5 separate regions of the Mus musculus genome follow, and all the other regions are linked to region 4. Evidence: chromatin contacts called from public HiChIP or PLAC-seq and promoter capture Hi-C data. All regions are on one chromosome and are shown on one strand. The core of a region is the stretch at or near the end of the contact, and the rest is flanking DNA. Distances in the headings are between cores, read along the strand shown. Region 1 holds the start of Pik3c2a (phosphatidylinositol-4-phosphate 3-kinase catalytic subunit type 2 alpha). Region 2 holds the start of Ctr9 (CTR9 homolog, Paf1/RNA polymerase II complex component). Region 3 holds the start of Sox6os (SRY (sex determining region Y)-box 6, opposite strand). Region 4 holds the start of Far1 (fatty acyl CoA reductase 1). Region 5 holds the start of 1700012D14Rik (RIKEN cDNA 1700012D14 gene).

The links. Promoter capture Hi-C pulls out the DNA fragments that hold promoters and counts their contacts. HiChIP or PLAC-seq counts read pairs in DNA pulled down with a chosen protein or histone mark.
Region 1: an H3K27ac HiChIP or PLAC-seq map of thymic regulatory T cells shows a contact between it and region 4, with 11 times the contacts expected there. The contact joins the promoter of Pik3c2a here to the promoter of Far1 in region 4. A contact is called at or near these places in 1 of 39 promoter capture datasets (pre-B cells) and 1 of 115 datasets of contacts at active chromatin or transcription factors (thymic regulatory T cells).
Region 2: a contact with region 4 is called in a promoter capture Hi-C map of pre-B cells, with 2.1 times the contacts expected there. The contact joins the promoter of Ctr9 here to the promoter of Far1 in region 4.
Region 3: a promoter capture Hi-C map of liver shows a contact between it and region 4, with 4 times the contacts expected there. The contact joins the promoter of Sox6os here to the promoter of Far1 in region 4. A contact is called at or near these places in 1 of 39 promoter capture datasets (liver) and 1 of 9 other capture datasets (adipose tissue).
Region 5: a contact with region 4 is called in a promoter capture Hi-C map of pre-B cells, with 2.3 times the contacts expected there. The contact joins the promoter of 1700012D14Rik here to the promoter of Far1 in region 4. A contact is called at or near these places in 4 of 39 promoter capture datasets (the C10 cell line, cranial neural crest, hippocampal neurons and 1 more).

The regions. Positions count from the first base shown.
Region 1 is chr7:116,442,097-116,444,804 of GRCm38.p6, reverse strand. Pik3c2a (phosphatidylinositol-4-phosphate 3-kinase catalytic subunit type 2 alpha) reads left to right here and starts at 1,347. Exons shown (of 33, transcript NM_011083.2): 1 at 1,347-1,501.
Region 2 is chr7:111,027,677-111,030,376 of GRCm38.p6, reverse strand. Ctr9 (CTR9 homolog, Paf1/RNA polymerase II complex component) reads right to left here and starts at 1,426. Exons shown (of 25, transcript NM_009431.2): 1 at 1,196-1,426; 2 at 65-163. The coding sequence starts at 1,240.
Region 3 is chr7:116,030,561-116,033,260 of GRCm38.p6, reverse strand. Sox6os (SRY (sex determining region Y)-box 6, opposite strand) reads right to left here and starts at 1,282. Exons shown (of 2, transcript NR_152104.1): 1 at 1,094-1,282; 2 at 711-941. The region is part of intron 1 of Sox6 (SRY (sex determining region Y)-box 6); the gene reads left to right.
Region 4 is chr7:113,512,536-113,515,235 of GRCm38.p6, reverse strand. Far1 (fatty acyl CoA reductase 1) reads right to left here and starts at 1,402. Exons shown (of 13, transcript NM_027379.4): 1 at 1,299-1,402.
Region 5 is chr7:111,121,306-111,124,005 of GRCm38.p6, reverse strand. It overlaps 1700012D14Rik (RIKEN cDNA 1700012D14 gene), which reads left to right and starts at 1,331. Exons shown (of 3, transcript NR_015573.2): 1 at 1,331-1,623.

The sequences.
Region 1 (2,708 bases), core at 98-2,597, 2.9 Mb before region 4:
CAGTCCTGAGAGAATTCCTTTTCCTCACCCTTTTAAATCTTGAGGAAGAGCTGCCAAGTGTATAAATTCCTCCTTTGATGAGAAGATAAAGCAGAACAATGCTGTAGAGCTGAGCAGATTCCTAAGGGACATTCTTCTGGGGTGTGTAAGCTTGCGTGGAGGTGGGGCTAGTAGACAGCTAGGGGCTGGGAGGGAGGGTGGTACAGCCAGAAGTTGCTCCTAGACTTCTCCCTAGAATAGCCTTTCCTTTTGCTTTCAGCTAGTGCTGGAGACTAAACCTACTTAGGTGCACTACCACTGAGCTAGGTTTGTTTGTTTGTTTTTGGAGACAGGTCCTGAACTGCTGAGCTTTAGAGTAATCTCCTGTCTTAGCTTCAGCTTGGACTACAGGAAGATGCCACATTCTCATATTCCCTTCCCTGCCCTCCTTCCCTGCCCCCTTCTCCCGCTTCCCCTTAAAGCAGAACTTCATCCAGCCTCTAGAAGTGCAAGCGTGTTTATTTAAACCAAAAGGATCAGAGGTCTCTCCTCCCTTACTAAAGGAAAGGGGGAAATGCTGGGAATACACTTCGAAATCCCAAAACCCAAGCAGACTCTGCCAGTTTACGTTGCCATTCCTCTCCTCCGACAGTTACCGACAGTCGTCTTTTGCAATCTGTAAAACGGGAATAATTCTCCCATCTGCTTCACAGTTTTGAATCAGACAACAGAGCGCTAAACTCTTTACAAGCCCAATTGCAGTCCGCGCTCACGAGAAAGGTATGATTACTATGGGGCCTGGGTGTGATGTCTGGCCGAGCGCTGTTATTACCGGGCTAACCTTGCCCACCTGGCCGCGGCGGGGCTGTCAGCAAACACCAAGGCGAGAACGCCGCACGCACGCATCCAGCCCTTTCCAGGGCCCACACGACGAGCTAATGCAAACTTCGAAGCACCTGAACGTCCGCGAGAGCTCGCCGACCGCTGGAGGGAATGAAAGATTTCGTCTTGACTGTTCTTTTCTGTCTTCCAAACCAAGCTAATCTCTGGGCGGCCTGGGGCCAAAACCTCAAACCAGGCAACCGCAAGCCAGAGATCAGAGGCGCGCGGTGCTGGGACAGGGCCCGGGAACAAAGGGCGCTTCGGAGCTCGAGGCCGGCCAGGAGGAGTCCCGGGGTAGCCTCCCCGAGAGGCCCCCGGCCGGCCGCGCCTAAGACACCCATTCCCCGGGGCAACCACACTCCATCCCGCAACCTCCCCGCTGCTGCCTTTCAGGCTCCGCCTGCGCCCCGCCCGCCATCTCAGGTAGGCCATCCGCGTCGGCCAATCGCAAGGCGCTCAAGTACGGGGGCGGTGCTTGCACCATCGGAAGTGACGTGCAGAGCTCGGCTGGCCGCGGAGTCAGTCGAAGCTCTCCTCAGCGGCCGGCTGAGCCAGCTGAGGCGGGAGAAAAACATGGCTCGGACCTTGGAGGGCGCGAAGGCTCGGGTTGCGGTGAAGACCAAGACTCCCGCAGCGTGAGGTGAGGGGCTGCCGGTGCGTGCGGAGCGGGACCTGGCTCTGCGCAGCCGCCGAGGGACTCAGAGGGGAGGGACCCGGCCGCCGTGCCCCTTGGTCACTCCATCCTCTCTGACTCCTTCCTCGGGGCCCCGTCCCCCACCCGACGGTCGCCAGCGCCCCGCGCCAGGCCCCTTTGTCGCGGGCCGCCGGACGCTGCTGTCCCTCGGGGGGCGGGGGAGGGGAAGCCACCCCACGGTCCCCCGGGACAGCGAGGGAGCCGCGGTGGCGGTCCCAGGCTCCTGTCCCGACTGTTCTGGAGAGTGGCTGTTGAACTTCTGCTATGGCCTCTTCCTTCTCCTCTCCCAGCTCGGTTTTTAGAGCCTCGGGTGGTTCTTTTTCTTCTGAGACCCTTCACCTCGTTACCTTAAAACAAAAATCCAGAAACTGCTTGCTTTGGGAACGCAATGATATTTGTGTATATTTAGTGCATCATCTTTCTGCTAGGGCATTAAAGTAAGAATATTTAACTCTTCCTGCGTGACTGAGGAACAAGGAATAATTGAAGAGGAGGGGAGTGTATACGGTAGTTCTTTCACCGTGTTGTCCTGATAGAAGGTGAAGTCCTAATTAGTATATTTTTATTTTAGCCAGTGGGTGTTTGAATTCAGTGACACGAAGGAAGCATCCCTGTTTGAACAAGATTACTTCTTAAAAAGTATCCCTAAATCTTTCCAGGTAGGTGTCAGGAAGAATACTGCCTTCGGGGCGGGGGGCGGGGGGGGGGGGAGATCACTGAATGTGGTACATCTCAAGCCAAGGACAGAAAATAAAAGGCTATTCTTAGGGGGTTGGTGAAGTAGTGTTCGGGAAGAGAGGCTGCGCAGAGGTCCTGGAACACTGGTTCCAGGGAAGACTTTGTACTCTTGCCTCCCTGATGGTTCTTTCTCCACGAGAAACTGTTAAGTAGCTCTGCTGTAATTGGAGTTGGTTATTCAAGGTTACAGACCACGCTGAAGTGCCTTGGTTGAAATTTTCAAGTTTTTGAAACTGCCTGCAAGTTTGGCATTCAGTGTTTTGAATACTGAAAAGCATTGTAACTGAGAGAGAGATATTTGTTAACTCAAACTTAGTTTCAAAGTGATTTTTAACATAGATACATAATAAATACAGCACCTCCACAGATTCCCATGGGTGCTGGCGGAATTCATATTGAAAGCAGTTTGTCTTGT
Region 2 (2,700 bases), core at 177-2,676, 2.5 Mb after region 4:
TACTTGAGAACCAAAATCCTATGTTTTTTTAGTCAACAGAAAAATCTGCTCTAGGAATACTGACCGCCAAGGCAATCCATATGTGCAGTTGTGTGTGCTCCTGCTTCAGAATGCTGATGACTTCGTCTCCCTCCGGTAACTGATCGAAGTCAAGTTCAATGACCTAAAACACAGAATAAACGTTTCGTTTCCTTTTTAAATTCACAATTTCTCTCTTCTGCGTGTTTTGAATACTCATCAATGCCCATACACAAAGGGTATGTACTCACTTTCAATGGAGTGAACTAATTAATACATGTTCCTATTTAGGAAACACATGGCAAACAGGTTGTAGTCTGGTTTGGTCAAAGCATAGAAAAGCAGGCAAATCCTGTTGGTCGTTCTTCACATCGCTAAAACTATAAAATTCTCAACGACTTGCTTACTCAAAACCAAAATGAAACCTTGTACAACCCATAGGCCAACGAAACACTGATGCCATAGGTCTGAGAGCTTGAGAAACTCTATCCCAGAGGACAGGCAAAGTTGAATACCAACGGTCACTTAAATCACGGAGGCAGTATCGTGGGTCACATACATGCCTAAAATGTGGGCACCAACAATTAGAAGAAAAATATTCTGGAATGTACCCAAGACCACCATATTTTAGAAATGAATTCTACCTCGATCGAAAATAAAAGTGTGTAAAATCTAGTCTGACTGAGGCAACGCTGGAGCTTTATTCGGACAAACCACACGCCATGGATGAAAGTGGGTCGTTGCCATCAGCACACAGGAGCGGCTAAATCTCGGGCCCCTTATCTCGCCCAGAGAGCTGTGTTAATAGTGTGCCTTGACAGACTTTTCTTCCATGGCATTAAGAGCCGTCTCTCAGATACCCAGGGAGATTTAAAAAAATAAACAAATCCCAAGTTGGAGCAGCAGGTAGCCCCTGGGGCACTGACTCCCCTCTGTAAGAGGTGAGGTTTACTCGGCGCTCACACCCCTGCGCCTCGGAAGACAGCCGACTGTCAACAAGGAGCAGGCTGCAGGCGAACTTTCCCGAAGTCCTTGCGGCCAGAAAGGTGACCAGCTGAGTGGTGCCTGGGCCGAGAAGCTCGGCTGCGGCTCTCCCCTCCAAAAACCAAGCGGAGCAAAATCGGCGCTGGGATCGTCCAAGTTCATAGCCCTCCCCCGCTGCACACTCGGCACCCACCTCGTCAGTATCCCGGAGGGGAATCTCGATGGAGCCCCGCGACATGGTGAGCTCTGAAAGCAGGCGCTTCTCACCCCGCCGCTCGGCAGATCGCAGTCCCGGCTTCCAGCCTTACAGAGGTTACCACACCTCACACCCAGCGGAGCTGCCGGAGACCAGCTTCTCCTCTGCTGTCCGCCGCTGAAACAACGAGCTTCAGACCGCGACCGGCCACTTCCGGAGGCCCCGCCCCCTGTCCCGGAAGCACTACCAGTAGGGCGTGTCCCACGCGAGCTCCGCCCGCCTGGCGGCTCTGATGCGTCCTTCTTTGGAAAGACTGATAGTCCTGAGGTTGTTGTTGTGTCAGCCGTAGGTGACCGAGCGCCTTCGGGAACGCGGCATCTGCCGCTAAGGTGTCCAAACTGAGCTCCTCACAGACCCGCGCCGGAGCGGGGAGTGGTGGTGGTGAGGCGAAACCACGCCTCTATGGGCGGGGCCTCTGGTGACGAATTCTATGGGCGGTGCCTTGCCTCTTCGGCCACTTAAGCTTCTTGGGGGATAATTCAATCTTTTATCAGCTTTACAGTCGTTTTGTGTTGTCCCAGCCAGTTTGTGCAAGTCACACTGGTGATGTCGTTGTGACTAGTTTAAATAGACATAATCAGTGAATTCTGAAGTTATGGTAATAATGCACGGATTATTATTTTTATTTGTTGCGTTACATATTTGTATATGGATACATGCGAGCGATGGTGTGGCAAATGGAGGGCAGGGGACATCTTGTGGGAATCAGTTTTCTCCTACTCTGAAGGTCGTAGGGCTCGAACTCAGATAGACAGCGTTGGAGCCAGGCAACTTTTTGCAGACCCTGTTTATTTCTTGAGATATTCTGTATCCCAGGTTGACTTGAAACTCCCGACCTCAGCCTTCTGACTGCTGCAGTTATTGGCATATGCTTGGGCACCTGGCTTATATATATTTCTTAATGTACTTATATTTCTTTAGGAGCACAATGAAAAGGAACTGCTAGGTTTGATTTAAATAAAATCAAAAGAATTCTATTAAACCTAAATAATGAAATTATAGAATTCAAAAACATTTTAGCTCATGATTTCATTATAGAAGAGTATTAAATAGTTTCTTGTGCTTGGAATAAACAAGGGAAGGATCTTAATAAATAAGCGAATAGGCCGGGCAGTGGTGGCATGTACCTTTAATCCCAGCACTTGGGAGGCAGAGGCAGGCTGATTTCTGAGTTTGAGGCCAGTCTGGTCTACAGAGAAACCCTGTCTCGAACCCCCCCCCCCAAATGGGGAATAAAAAGGGTTAGTTTAACTGGGTGTGGTGGCACATGTCTTTAATCTCAACTCTTAGGAGGGAGGAGCAGGAGGAGAGCGCTGAATTTAGGCCATTCTACTCTATACATGGAGTTCCAGGCTAATCTGGGGTTACAGAATAGAGAGATCCTGTCTCAAAACAGAGCCCCCCTCCATCCCTGCTAGCCAGTGTTTTTTAAGATATTCACT
Region 3 (2,700 bases), core at 33-2,532, 2.5 Mb before region 4:
CTCTCTCTCTCTCTCTCTCTCTCTCTCTCCTTCTCCCTCCCCCTCCCCTCTCTCTCCTCTTCCTCCCCTCTCTCCCTTTCCCTCGCTCTTTCTATTCTCCAGCTTAGGGTTCAGATGGGGCTCTTGGATGGCAATGCCCTTTGTACCCACAAGAGGGCAACATCTTGAGGGCTTTGTGAACACTGGATCTTTCATCGCGGCATGCTTGCTTGGGTTTTGAGAAAGTTTTAGCGAAACTTTCAAAGTGATATTTTATGTTATTCATAATATCAAAAAGTAAAGTCATAAAAAAGAAGAAACAAGAGAAAGGTGGAGGAGGAAAGGATGGGGAGAGGGAGAGAGGGGAGAGAGGGGAGAGGGGGAAGAGGGGAGAGGGGAGAGGGGGGAGAGGGGGGAGAGGGAGAGAGAGAGAGAGAGAGAGAGAGAGAGAGAGAGAACAGTTTAGATTGCCAGGGGAGTCTGAGCCACAGAAGGTGGGGGAGGGCTGTTGTAATTGTGGGTTTGGCCGACTGACGACTGGAGTGCCCTCTTCGGCAATCTTAGTTGTAGCCGGAGGTCATGTAAATCGACCTTAAAAGAATGCATAAGCCATAAATTAAACCCTCACCCAACGGCTGATCCATAAGTAGACAAAATCTAACCTGGACAAAACGGGCTTCCTTTAGGGCCGAGTTAACCCCTCTCCCCCAATAGAAACTCAATGCGAAGTTAGTTTTGTTAGAGAATGAATATTTTGTTTTCTTGAAAAGTGTCGATTTGCCGTGTGACTGCGCCGCCGCAGTTCTAAGAGGCGTCAGTGTTAGCCAGGCTGTGGCTCAGGGGCCGGGAGGACCCGCAGGGCTTCTGAACCTCCCCCATTTCGGACTGGGATCGTTGGCTAGTTGTGGGGTTGACGCTGGCCTAGGGCGGGCGGGACTCCAGGATCTTCGTAGCTCTCCGCGCTAGGGGTGAAATTTACCCGGAGGATTAAAGAAAACCCGGGTGGCTAGAAGCCGCGCGCTCCCTCCTCGCCCTCCACCACCGGGGCTTCCCACGACTTTCCCGGGACGCTCGAGTTCCAGTTCCCCTTGCTCCCTCCACTATTGCACTTTACTTTTAATGGTCCTCTCAGCAGTACACAAACCGAACTCCAAGGCAGTTTGCAACCCAACGGTGGTCCTTTTTGCTCAGCACGCTTGCTGCGCAGGCTGGCCCGCTGACGGCGTGGGCGAGGGACAGCCCCGTAAGGCTCGCGCGGGTTCGGCTTCCAGGTCCTCTGCGCTTCAGCCGGCACCCTCGGCTCAGAGCCTGACCCGCAACCTTCGTCCCTCTAGGCTCTCTGCCCGGCCCGCTACTGGCTGCCCGCTGCGGGCCGATGTTCGGAGCACCGGCTGGGCCCTGGGCGGGAGGCGGTGTTGGCGAGGCTCGCCTGCCCCGGGGGAGCTGCTTTCGGCTTTCTCCCTTAAAGGGCAGTACGAAGAAGGACCCGGGTTTGTGCAAAGGCTGCTGGGGCTGAACTGCTGCAAATGCAAAGGAACGGCCGGGCTCTGCGGAGGACAGACTGGCTCCGGGTCCGCGCAGCTTTAAGATAAAAAGAATTGGTGTGTTCGGATAGATAAAAGGTGGTCGTTTCCGGCGTATTATGAGTTTTATTTAAGCTTGTCTGACTCTGACCAAGTTTGAAAATGTTTGTTTGTGTGAATGACCAGTTATCGGCAGCGACTCCAGTTTGTGGTCTAAAATAAGTCATTTACTGGGCTGGCAGGGCTGCTAGTTAGCAAGATGGGCTGTTCTAGGCTGCTTCTGCGAGTTGCCTCCTGTAAGGGCCGCACTTGAAGTTTCAGTCTCAAGATAGTCCGAAACTGTCCCAGCGGCACAATAGATTGGGCTCCGGACCTCCAGTTTCAATGTCTGAGAGGGAGTTCTGGTGACTTCTCGGTCCTGGACGCTGGGCTCCAGGGTGAACTCCAGTGGCTTGGCTTTTGGCCCTCACGGAACCGCCCAGCCAGCAACCCAGTGGAGAGAATGCCCCTTCCCCCCGCCCACCAGGGTCTCCTCTCTTCTGTCCTTTGTAGTCACATGTCCGGGTTTTCCCCCTGGTCCGAGAACAGACACAGCCCCGCCCAGTCTATTTCTAGAAGGTGGGTTCGGTGAATAAAAAGGTCAAGTGGTTACGTTCCCGAGCTGGTCCACAGTGAGGGGGGACAGGACAGACACCTGGCAAGGCCCGCCCCGCCTGTCCCCCCAACCCTGGCGGGCCTGCCTGCCTGCGACTGGCCTCCCTAGGCCACATTCTTGTGTTAGGTTGGAGAGGCGAGAGGCGGTAGGAGAGGGAACCCTGAACCGGCCCAGAGCAGGCGAAGCTGATCCCGAGATGGCATTTTGTTTTGAACAGTTGGTGGGGAGGACGCTTCCTCATAAGGTAAGGTGTCAACTGGACAGTTGGCTGCCCAAATGCCACATGTATAATTAGCCTGCGTACTCAGCACCTCATCCCCAAGGCCCATAGGCACGGGCTTGGCTGACTTGAGTAGCTCAGTTCAGCTCTGGATTACAGGATTCCCAAGGGAAGCCTAACCGGCCAGGAGAGCCTGGAGAGGCCCTGGCTAGGAAGACTGACCATGAAATCTCGCTTTTGATTTTTGCCTTTTCTCCTTCTCCAGTTTTTCGTAGTTTTCAGCTAAGGGGCAAGTGCTGGTTAGGAGAAGGTACCCAACATCA
Region 4 (2,700 bases), core at 153-2,652:
TTTAAATCCACTGAAAATGTGGATTTAATTCTACCTGTACCCTACAAATAAAAGCTTCAAAGAGGAAAGCAGTTGACAGCAACACACATATACTAATGTCTTTCTTAAGTGAAAATATTTTTTGTTTATTTAACTACAAAACTAGTCTCAAAAGTGAAAGCAACTGCCCAACAAGCATAAAACAAATTCCACTACATTAAAAAGATTGCTCATTCAGAACTGCACAACTACATTCACACAGTATCACTTCTGTTTTTGTAAGACACCTTGCACCATCCTCATGTCATATTACCCATCCATTATCCATCCCCAACCAGACTCTTTAAATGTTGCCCTTAGCACTTTTCTTTAAGAATTAAGCAATTTCCCAGTCCAAAAAAAAAAAAAAAAAAAATCAAAGAATACTTAATACCCATTACTTCTAAGAGCTAAGTTTGTGTGAGCTGTGGCTAAACAATCAGATGGATCATCCAGGGGACAGCATAAAGGTGAGCTAATGATCAGCCTCAGTAGGTAGCTACGTTGAGTGTTCCGAGCTGTCATCCTGAGATACTCTCTCTCAACTCTGTACTCCCAACTCACTCCACTGTTCACAAAAGATCCCCACCCTTGAGCAAGCACACAGAAATCCACCTTGACTGTTCCTTGTGTACTTTCCAAGAAACCAAATAACGCCTTCTAGTCAGACAGCCTCCATCCACCCCTCATCTAAAATCCACTCCTCGGACACCTTCCGGTTTCTGTGTGTACCTTCTCACACTCCACATGCCCTGTCCCCATTGGTCCAGAGACCTTAACCTTCAAACCCCAAACCAGTTCTCCATCTCTCAGCTGATTTCTCCGCAACGCCATTGATACCTACTTCCCAGAGGCCGATCCCACTCTGGAGCAGGGGCCTCCTCACTGGACGCCCTCTCCAGAGCATCACCCCTTTCCCATCACTTTCTTCCTCTCAATCCCAGGCCGCCACCCTCCTCCGTTAACTCGGGCCCCCACCGTGGCCGCCTCTGCGCGGCCTCCCCCCGCAGACGGAACCCCTGCCTCCCCGGGTTGCAGGCCAGGGGCCTCTAAGCTCCCTCGCCGCGGCCCTGGCAGTCGGGAGGGCGGCGGCCCGGCCACGCCGCGCAGGGACAGTCCCAGCAGAGGAGGCGCCCCCGCCTCCAGGCGGCCGTGGCGGGGCGGGGGCGGGGCGGTTCGCAGGCCCCACCTCAACGCAGCCCGGCCTAGGACTCCCGCAAAACGGCGGCCAAGTGCGGAGGGGCCGCGGCCGAGCCTGCGACAGAGCCCGTGCCGCTCACCTCGACGCGGAAGCTCGGGCCTCGCTCTCCCTTCAGCGATGGCTACGCCGTGGTCGCGCTCTCCTCACTCGCTTTTCACCGCCCCCGACCGGCTGCTGAAGAGCGGACCGACAGCGGTGCGCCCATTGGCTGAGAGCGCTATGGCGTCACGGGTCCCGACCGCGCCTCGGGGTCTGACTGGTTGGCGTGGCGCCTCTTTTCCACGTCTGCTCCTGATTGGCTCTTGCTCACACTCTTCCCGGGAGAACCGCTCACCCTCCACTCTTCTTCAGCCGCCCACCCCAAACCCCCCAGGCAGGACGGCCAATGGGGGAGCGGAGAGAGGCCGGGAAGTGGGCGGCTGGGCGGTGTGGTCGGGGAAAGCGCAGCCAATGGGCGCGCGCCGCACATCCCCGCTCAGCAGCGCCGCCCCCGGCCGCCCGCTTCCCGGAGGGTCGCGCCCTGGGCCACGCCCGACTACCCTGGCGCGGGAGCCCAGCCCACGCAAAAGGTGCGGGACAAGTGGCAGACGTGAGAGCCCGCCCCGCAGCCATCGCGGCGTGCTTGAGTACTGCCAACGTGCACCCTGGCGCTCCCCAGATGGGGCCGGCTACCCTCGGTCTTAACTGAGTGTGAGGATCCTCCCTGATAACTGCCAGCTTGGTTCCTTCGGAATGTGGAGCCAGCACTGTATGGACCTTCTGAAGGGCCCATCGGGAGGACTGGAGCCCGCGTCCATCCTCCCCGAGAGACTGTCCACCTAGTCCTTCCTCCTTCAAGACAATCCCGTGCAAGATGTAGGGACAGTGAGAGAAGTTTCAGCGTTGGAAGGTGGGGCGTGTGCTGAGAGCTAGGGTGCACGGGAACTTGCTGAGTGTCGCGAGCTAGAAGGTAGATACGCGTAGTTAGTATAACAAGTTTTATTTAGTTATGCTTTGGGTCTTCACACAATATAAACACTCTGAATTCCTAACTACGGTCCTAAGCCTATCTCCCGAGGCTGCTTACCTATGCGATGTATCTTGGCTGAAGGTCAGGTCCAGTCTCAAACAGAAATTTCTGATTCCAGGGGCAGGATCCTAGAAAAGATTCTCCAGCCACAGGGCAGATCAAAGTGGCATCTCTCCAGATGTGCAGAGCAGAGCATTGCTCTTAGTCTCTGCTTATATACTGTTCACTGGGCATCGTGGAGTTAGTTCTAGGACTATCTCTTGTTATCTTTGAGTGAGTGGTGTACGGAGTTATGGTTATCAGGTGCAGCCTTGAGTGTAGTGGGGATCCTGACTACACTATTTTTACATGCCTAAAAAACATTTTTCTAAAAAACTATGCTCATTACAATGTATGAGCTGGGAACCTGTTTTTTCTTGATGTGGTGGTGATTACCCGGGTGTATGAAGAAGATTCGTGGGGCTGTGTGCTT
Region 5 (2,700 bases), core at 82-2,581, 2.4 Mb after region 4:
CAGGTGGTGATGGTGCATACCTTTAATTCCAGCACAGGAGGCAGGGGCAGGCAGATCTCTATGAGTTCAAGGCCAGCCTAGTCTAGAGAGCAAGTTCTAGGGCAGCCAAGGCTACACAAAGAAACCCTGTCTCAAATATCAAAACAAAACAAAAAGTACATAAAACAGCCCCTGGCTCCTACAGTGCACTCTATAAACAGTATTATTATCTTTATTTGCTGAGTCCTACATTGCCTGTATTTTTCTCTCAACCAACATATATTATAATCATAACTGTATATAAATATATAATAAATTATAATTTGACACAGCAATTAACAGAAAAAAATCTGTATGTTTCAAGAACAGTAGACTCGTCAGCATATAGAGCCTAAGTTAAATCCTAGTCTTTAATTAAACACGAATATGTTTAATTATTCTTCCCATTGTCTTATTTTTGAGTTTTTTTTCCAATTTACAAAGACACAAACCAGGTATGTGAAGTTCACATTGGGGACATATATAAAAATATATAATAAACAAAATCTTATTCCAAAATTATACTGAAGCTTGATGACTGCCATCAGTCCTGATAACTACTATTAAGGGTTAGGCTTCGCGGGGCATGGTGGCACATGCTTTTTAATCCCTACACACAGGACCTCAAGCCTGGCCATGCCCTTTTGGAAAAGAGGGAGAACGGGGATAGATGGCTTAAACACCCAAATGTTGCCAGCCCACCCAACAGAGATGAGTTGGTAACGCTGAGGTAAACCTCAGAAAAAGAAGAGTTCTAAGGATTTTCCCTTTCGTCCTGCTGGGCCACCTGGGAGGCCAAACATCAGGCGTGCCCTTGGCCTGGCCTAACCCCCCGGCTGGTAAAGGTTTATGCACGCCGAGTAAGGTGAGTTTTTTCTTCCCGCTTCCAAGCACTGAGTGACCGGGCCACCATCAGCCTAGGCTGGCGAGCTCAGGATCCATAGCTGTCTCAGCAGTCCTTGCAGAGCGACAGAGCTGAGGGAAATGCCGACTGGGCCGCCATCTGTCTGTCAGCATCAGCCACGTGGAACTGGAGGAGCCCCGGAATCTGCTCTCTAAACCCGCGCCAGGCCCACGGCGTGCCGGGGAATTCAGAAAACAATGGCTTCGCCCGCCAGCCCGGAGCCCAGAGCCGGCTAGGCGGCTCCCAGGTCACACCGCGCCTCAACCAAACTTGGGCTCTTAGTCCCGCCTCGCTGCTCAGCGCGGATTGGCGGTAGGGATGAGCTCTGTCGCTGATTGGACAGCGGCGAAGTCGCTCCTGCAGACCATCGCGTCTGGCCGCAGTGGAGCTCTAAGAGTCCCTGAATTCAGACTTCAGGCCGCGCCGTCCGAGAGTCGGGGCCCTTTGAGGTGGCTTAGGCGGTATCCCTGAGTTGACAGCATCACCCCGTCCCGCGTCCTCCTCTCCTCTGTTTTGTTTTTCATCTCTCCCTCCTCCCTCCAGTCCCCGACGACTGGCCCTAGACCCTCGCTGAAGGTGAGCTGAGCCACCGGCGAGTGGGCCGCTCCGAAATGGCCGCTGCCTTGAGCTGTCTAAAATGGCGGTCTCGTGCTCGGCTGGGGACCGCGACGCGGCTCTGCAGCCCAGCCGCAGCCGAGACGGTAGGGCGATGGAGATGGAGTGGAAAGGTGTTGGGTGTGTTGACACGACTTCATGTCGATGGCACAGTCGACATTCCTGGGGCGAGAGGAATCCTGTGTCACCCACTGGTAGGCTAGGGCAAGAAGCATGCCTCCGGGGGCGTGGTGCTCTGCGAGCAGTGCACGCCTGGCCCGGAGGGATGGCTGTCACTGGCCGCAGGGCGAAGTGACCGCGTTGAAATACTTCTAGGTCCTAGTGGAGCTGCCCGGCCCCTTCTGCTTCTTAACCTTTGCGATTGGCCTGCGCTCCCGTTCACACCTAGGGCCGCCTGGCAGCAAAAGGCCCCTAAGGGGAGACCCTAGTGTTCCCTGAAAGGAACTGGAAACTTAGGAGGGCAGATGCTTTGTCCCCAAGAGCTGCTGGGATGTACCTCAGAAGAGAAAGGAATACGGGGCCCTTTTAAGAAAACAAAGCTACTTTTTTTTGTGCCCACTTGACAACGAGGTGGGGAAACTTCATTTTATGGTGAACCAGTGGCTCCGAGAAGCTCTCTGTTTTGCTAAATTTAAATCGAGGCTGGAAGGAGAGTCCACTGCTAAGGAATAGGTTTTCTAACTACTGCCTAGTTTAAGATTGCTGCCTTCGCCTGTTACAACACGCTGGCAATCTGTTTGTACACACACACCAACCTCTAGTACCAAATGCTCGTTATGCTTGATGAAGTAGAAAACTCCCAAGTACTGTCGAGGCACGTGGGCTGCACAGTCAGTTTGGGAACTCTGTTCATTCTTCACTGACTAAATGTGTTAACCTAGCAGGTGCCAACTTCCCTGTATCTTTCTCTAAAATGCAGTCGTTGATAATCTCAGGTTCTTGACAATTAGATGAATTAACCTTTATGAGGAATTGGGCACAGATACTAACAGGCCACAGAAAATAAGAGAGTTACTCAGTAAGCATTAATTGTTAGATCGGGGACAGACTGGTTATAGTAACAGCATATGTCATGTAACACTTGCATATCTGATTCCACTTTAGATTGAGTTTTTAGTTTTAGAGATATTGAAATGGGGCTGTATTTAAAAAAAAAAAAAAAA